Regions from separate parts of the Mus musculus genome. Here region 2 is linked to region 1. The links are chromatin contacts, called in public promoter capture Hi-C maps. All regions are on one chromosome and are shown on one strand. The core of a region is the stretch at or near the end of the contact, and the rest is flanking DNA. Distances in the headings are between cores, read along the strand shown. Region 1 holds the start of Usp7 (ubiquitin specific peptidase 7). Region 2 holds the start of Cep20 (centrosomal protein 20).

What was found. Promoter capture Hi-C pulls out the DNA fragments that hold promoters and counts their contacts.
Region 2: a contact with region 1 is called in a promoter capture Hi-C map of pre-B cells. The contact joins the promoter of Cep20 here to the promoter of Usp7 in region 1. A contact is called at or near these places in 1 of 39 promoter capture datasets (pre-B cells) and 1 of 484 Hi-C or Micro-C datasets (CD8 T cells).

Annotation. Positions count from the first base shown.
Region 1 is chr16:8,736,510-8,740,189 of GRCm38.p6, forward strand. It overlaps Usp7 (ubiquitin specific peptidase 7), which reads right to left and starts at 1,833. Exons shown (of 31, transcript NM_001003918.2): 1 at 1,695-1,833. The coding sequence starts at 1,776.
Region 2 is chr16:14,315,489-14,319,168 of GRCm38.p6, forward strand. Cep20 (centrosomal protein 20) reads right to left here and starts at 1,844. Exons shown (of 5, transcript NM_025345.2): 1 at 1,806-1,844. The coding sequence starts at 1,833.

The sequences.
Region 1 (3,680 bases), core at 583-3,082:
AGCACTATACTAGCTCACATGGCCACAGCCCTGAAAGACTGCATTTTCTACAGAATTAGCGCAAGAATAGAAAACTGAAAGCCACAACACCCATTAAACACTAAAACTCAAATACTAACTTTGATAGAAAATGAAAGTTTCACGAGAAAACTCTGGGAAGCAAGCATGAAGCCCAGGATATCATGGGTAAAAAAACCTGTGAAGATCTTCCACCACCCTAATCTCGTCAAAACTTTGGACATAGACATTTTTCCAGATACAGTCTGTATCAGAAATATGCCCCCCCCCAGCGCTGTCCAATCTTATTCTCACAAAGCCCTAGAGGAGCAGTGAGGAAGACTTGAAAGGAAAACGGATGTTCACGTTCCGAGCAACTCTCCACTTTAGACGTGCATGAAATTATAGCATAAAAGGAGTACACTAATCTCCCAAAGGTGAGTTCCATCAGCTATTTGGTTTAATCGCACTTGCCAGACACTCTGAAATTACTGATTTGCTGAGGCCAAGAGAAACAGCCTAGTCCTTGGCATGAACTTCAGCTTCCCCCTTCCCCCGGCCCCCTAGGGCCTTTTTCCCTCTGCTGCATGGTCAGACAATTGTTTGATTCCCACTGATCACCATCAAGTTATTCACAGGGGGGGTCAAGAGTCAGTATTCCTAGCCTAGAGCATGCTACATCATACACAACAAATACAGTTTTACCCCAACTTCCTAGGAACCTTCATTCATTTATGAAAGCCACTATCACTTGCTGAACGGTCCATTCATTGCCCCTCACTGGGATTCCTGCCTGTCTGACCCCTTTAGGGCAGGTAACCGCGCATACTGCCTTCACTTAAAGTACCAAGTCAAAAGAAAAGAAAATGACCAACCCAGCATGAGATCCCGAAGCCAGAGTCCCTCCACTGCGCTTTCACAGCAAACCTTGATAGCGAAGCTCTACAAACAGTATAAAATCCAGTACCAAGATAAATTCCTGCGGCTCCGGTAGAAAACATAGTTACCTCCAGAACTTAATCTGCTTCTGCAGTAGGCCAGCCATGTGCGGCGGAACTCCATAGTTTCAAGCACACTTTTTAGCCGGACGTGGACGGCACCACCTACAGCCAGGTACCCAAACTCCTCCACAAGCCCAGGTAACTTATAAACTAGGCGAACCTGAGTACTTTCCCAGCAAGTCCAAAGGCTGAGGGCAGCTGCGCGCCTTGCAGGTGTCTCCGCAATTAAGCGCGACGCCCGGCAGAGCGCTCGGAAGTTATTGGGGGGAGGCTCTCCGGGGGCGCGTTCAGAAGCAGGTGCAGGGGAACCTGCGCACCCGCTCCCATACCCACCCCAAGAGCTCAGGGGCCGGGGAGCAGGCCCAACCAGCCTGGCCAGAGCCACACACCCCGGAAAGAGGACGGTCCCCGGGGCCCGCCTCCCAACCTGGGTACCCGGAGCCAACACACCTCGATCCTAATTTACGACTCCGGCGCTTTGTGCCCAGCAGCCCGTGCGCTGCACAATGCGTGAACTCGGGGGTCCGGGGCCACCCCCCGCCGGGCCGCATGACTGTGCAGCCCCGGCCCGGCAAAAGCGCCGGGCCGAGCGGGGCCGAGCGGCAGCCCGGCCTGGTTAAAGATGGCGAGGCCCTCGCGTGGCTCCCGCGGCCGCCCGGACCACAATGAAAGCGCCGGCCCCGCTGCGGGCCTCACCTTCCATCTCCATGTCCTCGGGCTCGCTCAGCTGCTGCTCGCCCGCTTTCTGCTGCTGCTGCTGCTGCTGTTGGTGGTTCATGTCGGCCGCGGCCTGGGCCTCGCCTGCGGCCGGAGGCCCGGGCTGCGGGCCCGGCGGGCGGGCGGCTGCTAGCAGAGGCGGCGGCGGCGGCGGCGGCGGGGCGGCCTCCTCCTCTTCCTACCCGCGCGTCGTCGGCGGCGGCGGCCCCGGGGCGGCCCGCGGCGGGCGGCGGCGGCGGCGGCGGCGGCAGGGAGACGCGCACGTACTTGCTCGCGATTCGCCCAATCTCGGCGCCGAGGCGGGCGGGCGGCGGCGGGCCGAGCCGGGCGGCCTCCTCGCTCGCTGCGGCCGCCGCTGCCGCCGCCGCCGCCGCCGCCGCAGGGCCCGCCTCCCGCCGCCGGGGCCGGGGCTGCGGGGCCGCGGGCCGGCCGGGGGCGGAGGGCGGCCGGGCGGGGGCCGCGTAGTCAGCCCCGCCTCGGACCGGGCGCGGAAGGCTGGAGGCCGGGCGGGCCGCGGCGAGCCTGCGGGCCCGGGTGTGGGCTGCGGCGGCGACCGCTGAGGCTGCGCGGGCGGGTGACCGGCTGGCCGCGCTCGGGGCGCTGAGGCCTCCGCCTCCTCGGCGTCGTCGTCGGGGCTCCGGCAGCGGACGCGGCGCCCGGCGGCTCGGCTCGGCTCAGCTCGCTCTCAAAATGGCGGCGGCGTGAAATGTCACATCCGCATGGGGGGCGAGAGCGGAGCGAACGAGACGAGGGCGGGCGGCGGGCGGAGCGGGAGGCGGAGCGGGAGGCGGAGCAGGGAGCGGCCCGCCCGCCGCCACCGAGGAGCACCCACCCCGCGCGCCGGCCGCCCGCCCGCCAGCCCTGCTGGAGCGGGGCGCCGGGGTCTCCTCTGTGAGGCAGCGGAGCGCAGCCCAGGGCCGCGGGGCTCCGGCTGAGGGTAGGGGTGCTCGCGGGAACTGGGCTGGACAAGGAGCCCAAGGCGCGGCGCCGTTTTACGGCCCGTAACCGGCCCCGGGATTCTCACCCGGGCAAATACGTGGGAAACTTAACTCTTTTGCACCCTAGATCCAATAAGGCAAAGTGTAGTCCTTCGGCTCTCACCTATCCCAGCATTCATTTATTTCCTCTCTAGGAGATCAGGTTGGCCACGATCGTCCACTGGGAAAGAGTCTCTCGGGTAGTCCAAGCTGGCCTGGAACTTTTCATGGTGCTTGATGGACACCTGATCCTCCTGCGTCTACCTTTCTAAGTTTTAGGAGTCAAATTTTTTTAAAAGCGAACTTTTCAATACAAGAAATTTGAAGAGGGAAAATCTGATTGATTTAAGGCCTAAGCGCCAACTGACTTGGGGGGGGGGGGGTAGCACATGCCTTTTTAATCCCAGAATTTGGGAGGCGGAGGCAGAGGCTGAGGCAGTAGGATCTCTTCGAATTGGAGGCATGGCCAAGCCAACCAGGACTCAAACAAATCAACAACAAAACAAGAACATCTTGGCCTGAACGCTTCCCATCAAGGAACTTCCTCCTACCAGGTCCCAAAGGCACCTGATTCACCAGAAACCTGCCCCTTCCTCCTTCCCAAGGTCACCCAGAGTTGGGTGCAGGGGGTTGGGATAGTCGTACTGCAAATACTATTGAACAACTTGCTTTCACAAAAAATTAATTAGTAATAATAAAAAAAGAGCCTTTTCTAGCACTTCATGACTTGCAAGGAAAATAACCAGCTAGTCCAGGAAAAAAAAAATGCAACAATTTGCTATCTTGCCTTAGGACACCAGTCAACCCAACTTCCCTTGCTGAAGTTCAAAACCTAAACAGAGGCCAGCAAAATGGCAGAGTGGGCAAAGGTGCTGTCACCAAGTCCTATGACCTGAATTCCAGCAAGTTGGCCTCTGGTTTCCACTGTGCATGCTGCAAAAGCGCACACACTCAAATAAATATATGTACATGTAATTTTTTTTTTTTT
Region 2 (3,680 bases), core at 594-3,093, 5.6 Mb after region 1:
CATTAATATGCCACAATAATTAAAACCCATAGAGCAGTTCGGAAACATTTAGGTACATATAAGCAGAGTTTCTGATCTTTAGTAACTAACAACAGTCCTTGGCCACGTGATCGAGGATAGCCACTCTTAGACTTTTCACTTTTCTTCTCTTTTATTTCTAAAGCACTCCTTCAACCTTTCTACAGGTGTCAACCAATTATACTCTGAAACAGGTCCATAAAAGGACAGCTTTATCTTAAGATCATAACACAATCCCCGTTCTCTAGTTCCATCTTTGGAAATTAAGGGAAAGAGTCTTTTCTACTGGCAAGCATCCTGTCCCAGTTACTCTGAAGTACACACAGTACAGCCTCAAACTTTGCAGAAAACGCAAAGTAATGAGCTGGATTTGGGAAACGCAGCATGTCCTTCATACTTGGTGGCAGATTCCTAAACCATGCCTCAGCTGCCTTCTCCGAGGTAATGAACTCTACTTCTCAGAGAAAGAGCTAGGTGAAATGGAAGAGGTTTTAGACCAGTAAAAGCCCAGAAAATGTAAGATCACTGATTAGGAACAAGTTTTTATTACTTTTCTCTCAGACACAAAGCATACCAAGAACCAGAGAACGCAGAAGAACATATATAAGGAGGTCCCCCTCAATTTGTAGGGATAACCTCTGGGCTCTTTTATCATTTTGCTACTTGTAGTCTTATGCTTACAATGCTATTATTATAAAAATGCCTTCAGGAATTGGTCTTAACCCAACTTCTTTTCCATAGACTTTATCTTGAAATCCTATGAAAAGTTTATACAATATACATGTACTATGTATACTCCCATCCCCAGAACAGCTCATTGACTCATGTGAAGTCCCTCCTGGGGACTGAGGTATGTCTGCTTTTGGAATGCTCACCAGCAGTGTCCCCAATACATATGCAGTCAATAGTTACTACATCTTAGTCTCCAAACTATTCCATTTGGTTCTCTCCAGATTTCCATTACCGTTGGCTTAGTCTCTGAATTCCTTGACACTCAGAACTAGGTTTATTCTACGGGAAGCAGAATGGCATGATTAAGCCAGTGCACCTTATGGGGTTTCCACACGAGTCGATTTCTATCTAAATTATCGTGGATGAAATATTCCAACTCTCATGTATGAAATGGACATAGCGTTGCTACACAGAATCAAGTTGGATGAGTTGTTAAGGGTCTGATAGAATCACATACTGAACCTTAACTCCAATTACAACTCAAACGTTAACTCTAATTACTATTCAGAGTTAACAGTATACACGCGTTATTGATGTCTACTCCTTGTTTTGTAGTCCTGGGGATGGAACCTGCATGCACCCTGCACACAACCAACCATTTTGGAAAACCTCTTCCGAAAAATCCTGAAGAGCCGCCAGGATGGACAACTCTGTCTCAGGTTTCTGCCAAAGGACAAGGAGGACCTAGCCATACGTTGTCGTCCGGATGGGCTAGCCGTGCAAATCATTGGGAAGTGTGTCTGTCACCAAATCGTGGCTGTGGTGTTGTCGTGGTCAGCTCGGAACGCAGGCCTTTGGGCGCTGTCTGCTCAGTAGGGTTCTAAGAGATACCCAGAGGTCCTGAGGGGACAACAGATACCAGTCCCTTCCTCCAGCTCAAAGGCTGGCCCTAACATAGCGCATGCGCAAAGGCCGCCCCTGGTGGGCCCTGCCACCCTAGAACGACCCTGGAAAAAGATGAGCCGATGTCCCGCGCGCTCTCCTTCTGTCCCATCCCTATCATATACGGAAGGTTCGACGCTTCCCGCAACCGAGCATCCCCTCAATGCACTCACCAGCTTTCAGTTCCGTAACAGTCGCCATTTTTCAACGGCTGCTGGTGCCACGCCTCTCCAGTGCGTACGCACGGCTCTCGGCGCGGCCTCCAACCAATAGGAGTATGGCTCTGCTAGACCGCGTCTGTGCCTGCGCTCCGGTGATTGGCGAGCCGCCACATGAGACTCCACCAATCAGCGACCGTGTGAGGCGGGCTACACTGCAGAAAAGCTTGGAGCCAGAGCCAAATCTGTACCCAACTGCTTTGCCTTTTGTCGCCGCCCAAGTCCTACAGGTCAAGGTGCTGATTGTTCACCTCCCCTCCCCGCACCTTGGCAGGCTTTGTGCTCAGTCCGAGTCCCAGACACAACCCAGCGTCAGAATTACCTGGAAGACTGGTTAGAACAGACTGCTCTGACCCACCCTTGGGTCTTTCTGAGGCACGGACCAAGAGTTGGTTTTTCTGTCAACTTCCAGAATGCTGTGGATGGATGCTGTTAGTCTGAGAAGTGCCACCTTAAAAATCATCTTACACGGCACCCACTCGAAAGTGAACACTAGGAAGTCTTTACACGCCTCAGGTCAATGATGCCCGTTATACAGAGGAGGAAGTTGAGTGTCTAAAGGAAGATCACTGGCAAATGGTGGAGCAGGTGATAACCTAAACCCAGGCCAGCATCTCTTCAAAGCTTGCTCTCTACACTACCGTTAACACCGAGTACATTTGGAATCCTCGAGTTGTTTGTGGAAACAGCTGATAAAAGATTAAGAAGAACAAACATGGGAATAATACATTCAAAATGTGAGGCAGTATAATGGCAGTTGACTCTCCAGGGAGTCTAAGACACTGGACCCTTAAAATTCTGGACAGCCCAATAGTGGAAGTCTATGAGTGGATGCTAGTGAGCATATTTTCGAGGAAGTAAACTGTAAGAAATAGAAAATATAGACTTTAAAAGAAATCATTGGGTGTTTGTTTGTTTTTGTCTCATCTTGTAGTCCACGCTATCTGGGCATTCACTCTGTAGCTCAGGCTGACATTGAACTAACAACAAACACTCTTTTTGCCTCATTCTCAAAGTGATGAACGCCCCTATACTGCCACAACTTGGTTTTGTTTTTAAATTTGCCTCAGGGAGATAGATGTATGTTCTTCCTAAGATTAGCTTTGTTTTGTTTTTTTTCTGAAGTGCACAGGGTGGCTTTGAATTAGCCCTCCTTTCTTTAGCCTCCCAAGTGCTGCAATGACAGGAGTACATCACCATATCAGGCTTCTGAGATATTTCTTAAAGTGGGTAGCAGTTTTAAAGTTTGAAATCCATTTAGAGGAATGGCTCAGTGAATAAAGTTCTTGCTGCATAAATTTGAAGACCTGAGTAACCTTCGAAACCTGTTCTGTAGCCTTAGAATGGTCTTACTCAGTTAGGCTTTCCTATTTTGTAAAACCATGGTGCCTGAATACTTGGTCAGTAGCTCAGGAAATTAGAAGGATTAACCAATTCTACAGGTGAACAGCACTATTGATATACTGATGAGGAATTCCAGAGGCAAAGCATTATGTGACTTAGTATTCTCACCATGCTCACCAAAAATAGATACAGAGCCGTCATCTCAAACTTTCCCTTAACCTTCTTAACCTCACTTCTTCCCTAACCTTCTGGGGTCAGAGTGGGCTCCGCCTCTATCTTGGGAGTGAGTAGGGCCGAGAATGGGGAAAGGCACAAATTAAAAGAAAGTTTCCAAGTAGATATACATGACACTGGCCCACTCATAATGCCAAGGTTATATCAACTTTTTAGAGACAAGACTTCTCTGTGCCTGGTCCCTCTTGGGGTCAGTTGGAGCTTGGGTCAGTCATGTAGGATTCCCTTACCATGGAGCTTCCCAAGGAGAGG